Linked DNA regions of Zea mays: region 2 is linked to region 1. A link is a contact called in public Hi-C data. All regions are on one chromosome and are shown on one strand. The core of a region is the stretch at or near the end of the contact, and the rest is flanking DNA. Distances in the headings are between cores, read along the strand shown. Region 1 holds the start of LOC100284460 (tetraspanin family protein). Region 2 holds the start of LOC100283307 (TOM2B).

Region 1 (4,798 bases), core at 1,510-4,009:
CGATCTGCGCGGGACACGTGGCCGAGCCAACGGTCGGAAGGGGGCACCGGACTGTCCGGTGTGCACCGGACATGTCCGGTGCACCAACGGCTCCCAGATCTGCAACGGTCGACTGCGCTGTTTAAGGAAGGAAATCGGGCACCGGACAGTGTCCGGTGTGCACCGGACTGTCCGGTGCTCCCGACGACAGAAGGCAAGAATGGCCTTCCAGATTTGCTCTCAACGGCTCCTAGCTGCATTAGGGCTATAAAAGGGACCCCTAGGCGCATGGAGGAGGACACCAAGCAACCTTAGAGCATTCTTGATCATCCACACTTAGTCTTTGCGCATTCGTTTGTCATTCTAAGTGATTCGAGCTCCGTTCTAGTGAGAACTTTGAGATAGTCTCTTGAGCTCGATTCTTGGCCGTGTGTGTGCGCATTTTGCTGTGGATTTGTGTGTGTTGCTTCCCTCCCTTACTCCGTATTTCTTTGTGAATCCAAAGTGTAAGGGCGAGAGACTCCAAGTTGTGGAGATTCCTCGCAAAAGGGATATTGAAAGGCAAAGCAAAACACTGTGGTATTCAAGTTGGTCTTTGGACCGCTTGAGAGGGGTTGATTGCAACCCTCGTCCGTTGGGACGCCACAACGTGGAGTAGGCAAGCGTTGGTCTTGGCCGAACCACGGGATAAACCACTGTGTCATCTCTGTGTTTGATCTCTTGTGGTATTGTGTTTTGTTGAGACTCCTCTCTAAGCCACTTGGCAATTATTGTGCTAACACTTAACGAGTTTTTGTGGCTATAAGTTCAAGTTTTACAGAATCACCTATTCACCCCCCCTCTAGGTGCTCTCAGTTATCATTCGACAATCTATTAGCTAGCTGCATCTTATTAGAAAACCTGAGAAACGAATCGACGAGGATGATGTCGCCGCAAAATAAAAAAATTCATCGCATACTTCTAAAGTGACGCAACGCCGTCCTCATGGCCTCGATGCCCCAATCTCGTCGACGCTGATAATGTCCCCGTAACTCTAGATCATCTGACACTAAATCGTAATTGAGTTCTTCAATCTTTACGTACGATGTGATCACGACATCATATATCAGATGATTCACGCAATCTCTCTAGCCTCTCGTTGTTCGTTAGATGTCTGTAGTCATAGTATATAGTGTAGTAGTCTTTGTATTATACATGTGAGTTTTTTAATCTTATAGACTAATGATTGATTATTGATATATTTTATAGAGGGTTCTAAAGTCTACATTTTTGTCTCAAACTTTATCTTACACCGGTATTAAATGATTAAAAAGGCCAAATGATTTGTGATATCAAGTCATCAAAAAGTATCTATCTTTTAGAAAAAACAAAAAAAATAACAGGTGGATAGGTTCATAGAAACAGTGAGATGAGCTATGGATATATTTATGACCAGTAATCTCTATGCTTTAACTAACCCAAATAATGAGCTAGCGGTAGTTGTTGTGGAGAAAGAAGAACCCGCTATTGAGATTTTCTGAAGAAGAGAAAAATGTTGATGCCAATATCAATGATAACAATTTAAGAGGCCTCTATGGTAGTTTTCGTTCAGTGCCCCTAAAATGCTAGGAATGATCCTATGTACAACCACATAAATGGTCTGTATCTTAAGGGGTATTTAAATGAATAAGTTTAAAACACAAAAAATGTATCTTAGTAAAGGAACGTCTCTAGCACAGTTTTTGAGTCTAAGATATGGTTACACTCATACAACCCACATAAATGAATCATTTCTTGAGATGTTCGTAAATAAGATACAAGACTTAGATATATTGAGTTGTATGAACGAGTATATCTAATGCTTAAATAACCAAAAATAATATTTAGGTTGTACGTGCCCTAACAGGTCAAACTTATGATGTGTTTTGTTTGGATTTTGGCTTTTACTTTTGCCCAAAAGCCAAAAGCCGTGCCAAATGGCTGGATCCAGAATCAGTTTTTTCTAGAAGCCGACTCTCTCGCAGTTTAAAACTGAAAGCACCTCTAGACCTACCTTTAGGATGTGTTTGATTGCAATGACAAGACAATGAGATGAGACGATCCCTCAAATAAGATTGTTTGGTTCAAGGTCAAAGGTTGGAACATGACTATCTAGTGTTGTCCCCAATTATCTTTCAAAATTGGAGGGACGAGAGAGTACGCCAAGGGACATCCCTGTTCTTGCTGTCCTGCAACCAAACGTACCCTTAATGACTTTCAAATAAAACTGTGAATATATATATGAACTTTTAGTGGTTTTTTATGATTTACACTAAATAATTTTTAGCTTTTTAATAGCTCAGAGCGTAAACTAGCTTTTTTTCACTCCCAACAACCAAACAAACCCTTCGCCTAACGATAACAACAGCAACACATGCCAATATACCGATGTCATTTGCCATCTCGAATTGCGGAGGCGGCCCATGAGAGGGCAGTTCAGACCTTTCAAGTGACCCGACCGCCAGCGCATATCCACTGCGCACGGGGATAATGGCGAGCACTACCGGCCAGCGCAACCGTCCCCGCGCGTACACCGTCAGCATGGCCGCCGATGCGATAAAAAAATAACTCCAGCTCAAATTCCTAATGCAGCCAGCCCAACCGATCTGCTCCGTCCACTGCCTCAGGCAACGGCACTCCTCGCGCCACCTGGTGGGTCCCTCGTCCACTCCAACTCCACCGCCTCCTTTGCCCCAATCCAGCCGAGTGATTTTTAGTTTATTCACGCGCAAAAAACTAAAAAAGAATTATAAACGGAAGAAGAACGGCAGGCGAAGCATCGCCAGGTAATCAACCCGTCCTCCTGTCCTTCTTCCCCTCACCCACCGCGGGAAATTCGGCGCGATTCGGGCGGTATTAGTTGGAATTCCCCTGAGAATCGGAGCGTTTTTTTGGACTTGGTAGATTGGTATATCGATCGATTGATCGGTGGCGGAGGGAGGGGAGGAGGGCGGCAGATGGCGGCGTGCCGGGGCTTCTTCGAGTGCCTGCTCAGGCTGCTCAACTTCATCCTCACCGTCGCCGGCCTCGCCATGGTCGGCTACGGGATCTACCTGCTCGTCGAGTGGATGAAGATATCTGAGGACGGCAGCAGCGGGGGGTTGACGGCGGAGGTGCTGGTCTCCGGCCGGCCGTTGTTGGGGGCTGTCGCTCTCGGTGACAGCTTCCTCGACATGCTACCCAAAGCATGGTGAGATGGTTGCTTGCTCATGCACCCTTTTTGTTTCTGATGTATCAACGTTGGTTTCGTCCATGTGATCTCGCGACTGATTAGGATTTTGGGTTGTGAGGAACTGCGAGGTTTGCTTAGTAGGGGTGGCAATCACAATTGTGAATAGGACAAGTGTTACTTTAATTTTCCATGTAGTGGATGATTAAGAGGCGAATGTTTGAAATATGCAATGATGTTATGATAGCCAAAACTCTCAGTTGCAAATTGCAGTTTGATGTAGCATTTGTTATTCGCCTTCGGATCGATGAGCTTGTTAGTCAGGCAGTAAATTCTATGTGGATTTGAATTGTTCCAAGTCTCCAGTCGGAACCATTGGTTCTTTAGTTTGGCAATTATGGGTTTGTTATTTGTTTGTTCTTACTGCCAAAACGGTTGTGTTTGACATGGAATCGCCTCTGTTCCCTGCAGGTTTATTTATTTGTTCATTGGTGTTGGTGCTACTGTTTTCCTCGTGTCTCTGTTTGGCTGCATTGGAGCAGGGACAAGAAACACCTGCTGTTTGTGTTTCGTATCCTTTTTAATGTGCCTCTTAGACATCATTCTGTTGTCCTCTCTAAAGAATATTCCATTTGTCATACACAATACACTAAAAAGTACTCCCTCCGTTCTTTTTTATTTGTCGCGGTTTAGTTCAAAAATAAACTAACGGACGACAAATATTTTAAAACGGAGGTAGTACTTGGAATTATGCTGCACATTAAATCCAGACGGGCTATTAGTATCTGAACCTGCTAAACCAACAAATTTTGTTTCTGTACTACTCTGAAACGCCAATCTTATAGAACAGCAGTAGCAGAGGCAATAATATTTTAACTATTTCTGCAGCCCCATGATATTTTGTCAAAGGTAGTTATTTGACTTTTTATAATGATATAAGATCACACTATTAATTCATGCTTGTTTCCTTTGACTTATAAAAAAGTATGCCTTCTTGGTCATATTGTTGATCCTTGCTGAAGCTGGAGCTGCTGCATTCATTTTCTTTGACCATAGCTGGAAAGATGTGAGTATTCTGTTTGGTGCTTGTCTTGGGAACTAAACTACTACAGTGTAACTTGTCTTATCATTTCCTTGACTAGCTGTAGTTATCCATTGACTTCTTTTGCAGGTAATTCCAGTGGACAAGACACATAACTTTGATGTTATGTATGGCTTTCTGAAGAAAAACTGGGAGATTGCAAGATGGGTTGCTCTTGGCGTTGTTGTTTTTGAGGTAGGAGACAAGACTAATCTTACATCCTTTGATCTTAACTAAACTCAAAGGATCCTCATATTACACTTATGCTTCCAATGCCACTGTATTTGCTTCTTCAACTTCTACTCCATAAGTTCCTAATATTCATGCAAATGCTTTCAACTCTAAATCCCATCCTCGGCCCCTGTTAGTATAGTATGGAGGCTTCATCTTTCTGTCTTGAGATGCATAGATGTTTGTCCAATGCAGATTTATTCTGCTGTTATATTTGTTGTGATCAGCTGATAATGAACAAATTATAGGTAGTTTAAAACTTATCATGATAATTAATGGGCTGGCCCAGAAACTATTGATACCTTAATTCTTTTTTGCCT
Region 2 (5,129 bases), core at 828-3,327, 520 kb after region 1:
AGAAAAATTGCAGCTAAAAAAGTTCCATGAATAAGTCTGAGAGAAAAGCTAGAATTTCTAGTGAGAAGATACTAATGAATAAAAATGCATATAGGGGAAGAAGGTAACCTTTGCAAACTCCTGTCCATATAAGCATCCAAGGATGAAATTACTTGAGGTAGCTGGTGCAGTACCTAAAACAGGACACATATATTAATGGCTATGTTACAACTAGTTTTTGGCATCCAACGATACACTTATTTCTTACATGCTCCGTGTTCTTTGCAAAGGATGCTTTTTCCAACAGGTTCTTGGGTAGTTTTGCCAAGTGAACCTGAGACCACAAGTACACCTCTGCTGATCATCTTGGTTAACAAACTGATAGCTTGTACTTGTAACAACAACAGCATAACGTCCAAACATGTCTGTTGTGGGCGCAGTTTCATAAACTTATTAATTGAAGGAATGTATGTATGGCAGTTCATTGAACTGTCTGAATCTTTATTGATTTATATGATGAAAAAATAGGAAGAATCACAAGGGGATCTAGGGATAGAGAGGTAGGTAGCGCTGAAAATACAAAACTGAACTGTAAAACGACTCATAAGGTAGTAGCATGAGCCTGAAACTAGCAGCAGGAGAGGCACATATTTATCATTGTGCCCCTCCCAAAACTCATCCATGTTCATCCCCCATGTGAAGTGGAGTCTGCTTAAAAGGCAACACCCCTTCTCCTTCCAGCATAAGCCAACACCAACTTCTTCTTCATCACTCTCTCCACTGCCTTCTTGTCCTTGTGCTGCTCTCTGCAATCTTCAGTCTGAGTTGCTTACGCACACATGGGCTTGAGTGAGCAGGCCTATGAAGCTCAGTCCGTATGTGTACCTAAATGGATAGGCAGCGATGAAGCTTTTGGGGAACACATCTGCGTGAGTGTGACTGCTCTTCATCTTGATCTGATTCGGTGCCTGTGTTCTTCCCCGAGCGATGACTACATCGACGACCGCTCGTAGGACAACAGTATGCATGCCTGCATTGAGCCTAGATCGATTGCTTCGAGCAAGCCATCATGACCAAGTTGTAACATTGTTCCCTCTATCTCTAGCTCGGGTCCCACTCAAGGGTATAAACTAAACTCATTTCTAGCACATCTGGTTATTTGCGTTGTGGATATATGGTTAGGATCTGCTACAACCTGGTTCGATAGCAGATTCACATATGCGATGATGAATTGCTCATGCTCATATATGTCATGTGCTATGTGATGTCTTAATTCTAGATTAAAGCATTGCTGTAAGATGAATAAACATTCGGGAAAAAAAATCTCTACATACCGGATGCAAACTCACTCGTTTATAGCCCCTCACTCTCACCTCCTGGAGGCCCACACTAACATATCAAAACCTGGAACCTAACCACTTGGTAATTATTATTTTTCTATTTATGTAGGCCTCCACGTGGAGGTGAGGGGCTGCAAAGAGTGGGTTTGCATCCTGCATGTGAGAATTTTTTTTTTCCAAATATTCAGCTTAACCTTGACCAAAAAAACTACTTACTGCTCGCTCGCGGGCTCAAGGGCGAGAAGAACCAGCCAAACACCAAAAGAACAATTTCTAGGTTATGTAGTATAAGATGAATATAATAACATTCATGAATTGGGCAATCATTTCACCTTCAAAGGCAAAACCGCAAAAGTAATCCATAAAAAATCCTAACCTCATTGTCTCTAAAGAGTAAAGAAAGACATCGTGAACGAATTACAGCATAAGTTTAGTTAATTTCGCACAAATTTGGGGAAGAGTTGATTCTTGTGATCAGCAAACGGCTGTAAAATCATGAATACAATCGGAACACCCTAAACCAACCAAGACGAGATGGGAACAGGAGGCGGGAGACCTGAGCGGGGGAGGACTGCTCCATGAGCTGGAGGAGATTGGAGGTGGACCGCACTGCCTGTGCTATCTGCTCTGCCACCGCCGCGTTAGCCCCTCCACCACCGCCGACGCCGGCCGTCGCAGCCATCCCCGCCACGTCGACTTGGGAGCTCAGCTCGCCCTACGCCCAGTCGCCCAGTACGAAATTGAAAATGTGTAAATAACCAAAGGCCCAGCCCACCAACCGCGCGGTTTACAACGGGCCGAAAGTCAAGTGGGGACCTTTTCGAGTTCCCGTTACAATTCACAAGGTCTTCAATGCAAAATTCCCCGACCCCTCTAGATTCTGGAACGACCGCCCCAGCCGAGGAGCCGACCGGCCGGCGAAGTGGGATGGGGGCGATGGCGGCGGCTCGGGGGCAGAAGGCGCTGGTGGCTCTGCCGCAGCTGGTGAAGTCGCTGCGGAGTGATCCCGTTTCCGGAAGCGCACGACTCAGACACCTTCCGTCTCTCAGGTATACGCTGGCTCCCTGCTGGACCGAGGAAATGCGACTTGTTGCTGTTCTTCTCTTTCTCTGGTGCTTGTGGGTGCTTGATTTTATCTGATTTGTTTGTAATGCGGATATGAGCAGGAGGACCTTCTCGTTGTACGACCAGATCAACCTCATCGACAGCGTCCCCGAAGACGAGCTCCGATTCCAGTCGTACGCAATCTCTTGTCGCATCCTTTTGCATTATTATTTCCATTTTGTTATTGTTTAATTAACGAGAAGAGTTTTTAAGGGTGACTCTGTGCTCATTTCTTAATTTTTGGATATGATTATGTATGCGTATGCAACGTGTGTAATTCTTCTTGGCAGTTAAGGCCTGAAATTTTTGGACGAACAATCATGCGTGCAACATAAATTTACAAAATTCTCGCAGTATTAATTGTTTGTTTCGGGCACTCGGATACCATTGTGCTTTGGTGGGGAAATGGTAACGGCTATGTAATACATAAGATTGGAAATTGTTCTTATTATTCGCAAATAAATTGCAGAGCTTGACTTGCAGCATTGTTTTTTTTAAAAGAAAACTGGTAAAGAATTGAGAAATGAGATTCAACTACCCTTTTCATTTTTTAATCATCAAGGCAATGCCATGATGCTTCAGCTTTTAGGATCATGAACTGGAACTGTTATCGATATGAGCTGTTGTACATAACTGACATTGACAAAAGTGAACCAATACCTCTCTGGCTAAACATAGAGGAAGAAAACACATATGTGAAGTATTTTTGCTTTTGTTGTCCTCTCCCATTTTTGCTCTGCAATTTTTTCATAGTTTGGTGTTCTTTTCTAGTCACATTTATCCATGACATCTTACAATAGGTACGGTATATTACCTAATGGCTAATGATCTTCTGCTAGCATAAATGGCTGTGAGCCTGTGATGGAGCCTGTTTTAAAACTAGTATTGATTTGGGGCATGAGGGTCATCTGACATTCTGACCTTTTTCAATCCTGAAGCTAATGCATGGTCCTTTCGTTTTATATGGACATGATTTAGAACAAATTGTTATGTACATCTGTCAATAACTAGTTTTCAAAAAAAAGGACCCATTTTTTGCTGATTGAAGAGGAAATTATTGATGGACAAATATGTTGTTGCTATTGCCCTCTTCTATTTTCCCTAGAATAAACAGCTTAGTCATGCAGTATATTCTCTTCAACAAGCAGATTTGCAATATCTAATATAGATCAGAACAGAGGGACACTTGATGATGTTTTGTTTTACCTTTTGTTCTGGTCATGCTGATCTTACGGTTCACCTAGCATTTTCTTGCCTCTTTTCTGCTACGGTGATGATTCAATCTTTTCTAGTTTTCTGTTCCTGCATAGTTTATTTTGTGCAATAAGCTGTTAAGTGTTATCTCTGAAATGTGTTTGTGTTAGGCTTACTGATATGGTTTTTGGTTGTTTGCCTTGATTGGTATTAGGAAAACTAGATAAACGTCTGAGTGATGAGAAAAACAACAGAAATACCATCTACCGAGTTTGAGTATATGGTTGGTTGGCCCATTTTATTGCTTCTTTTAAAAGCAAGGAGTGATCCTTTCTGTGCTTTATTGGGTTTGGTACTGCATAACTCAGAGCTTTGCTTGATTCTGGACACCCTTATTGTGATTTTCTGTTAGTGAAGGTTGGCATAGTATGTTAACTTGGTAATATTGGCATGAGATGTAGAACTATATACAGTACTCTTGTTCTTCATTTGCTTCCCTAATTTTGGTGCTCTTTCTATGGGATCAACCTGAAGTTGCAAGAGCAACACAAATGAAAAAGGCTATTCAGAATACATGCTTGACTTTCTCCACTTGTGGAGGGCGTAGAGTTCTCCATTATGTTCTAGGTGTTGTAATTCAGTCATCTTCTATTAAAAATGGAAAGTCAAAATATGTAGTGGAAAAGAAAGGATAAACACCCTGTGGGAATGCTACAGCAACACTACATTCCCAACTACCCATGGGCAAGAAAGGATATAAGTATCCAATTTCACAAACAAAAAGGTTTCAATCCATCAAAAACATGTGTATGTAGATATGTTTTTAATCCTATCTACTGTATGATAATTTTCTTCAAATTATCTTGTCCAGTCTTCAAATTATGATAAAAAAGTCAAACCATTGTGCTGCTTCAATATTTCACCACCTGGAAGGCTGGAAATCAAGAAAGCATCCATTAATAAACTGAAGTAAAACTTTCCTTCCTAGACATGTAGGAGGGCAACTGAGATAACCATTACATCGAACTGTATTAGTGTCAATTAGACATTGGAAGTTCTCTGCTATTTCTCTGAAAATACATTTTTCAATATAGGCATGAGTGGTGTGTAGGACAGGATGGTCTGAATTTCTTGTAATCCTTAATTTTGCTTTGCAAAATTTACTGCTCTTTTCTTGGTATCAATTGTCAGCCTCACTGATATGCAATTAGTAAAAGTAACAGACAAATGGGAAAACCATTGCCCAGAAGGTACTTGAATGTTGCTATATGCCCATGTCTTGGAGGTTTGGAGTTCTATGCAATGTTTTGGTGTTGTGCGTTTTTTTCTATATATTTATCAAAGAAGAGCCAGTAAGCTGTACCATTTAGTTATGTAGCTCAGTTTTAACTGGAACATTGGATTAGTTGTATCAAGCGTGTTTTGCTGTTTGTAGGTATGATGATACTGGATTCAAAATTAACAATATAAAATATGAAGGCAGCTTGTTGATTGTAGAGAACAAGATAATGA

Evidence for each region. A called contact is a pair of places that touch in the nucleus more often than the background predicts.
Region 2: a contact with region 1 is called in a Hi-C map of ear, with 3 times the contacts expected there. The contact joins the promoter of LOC100283307 here to the promoter of LOC100284460 in region 1. A contact is called at or near these places in 3 of 25 Hi-C or Micro-C datasets (ear, endosperm and tassel).

What each region holds. Positions count from the first base shown.
Region 1 is chr1:98,532,290-98,537,087 of Zm-B73-REFERENCE-NAM-5.0, forward strand. It overlaps LOC100284460 (tetraspanin family protein), which reads left to right and starts at 2,760. Exons shown (of 7, transcript NM_001157355.1): 1 at 2,760-2,783; 2 at 2,902-3,187; 3 at 3,638-3,737; 4 at 4,152-4,232; 5 at 4,338-4,442. The coding sequence starts at 2,955.
Region 2 is chr1:99,052,098-99,057,226 of Zm-B73-REFERENCE-NAM-5.0, forward strand. It overlaps LOC100283307 (TOM2B), which reads right to left and starts at 2,078. Exons shown (of 4, transcript NM_001156209.3): 1 at 1,876-2,078; 2 at 248-313; 3 at 109-173. The coding sequence starts at 2,001. It overlaps LOC100276291, which reads left to right and starts at 2,153. Exons shown (of 6, transcript NM_001150115.2): 1 at 2,153-2,368; 2 at 2,486-2,557; 3 at 5,053-5,129. The coding sequence starts at 2,172.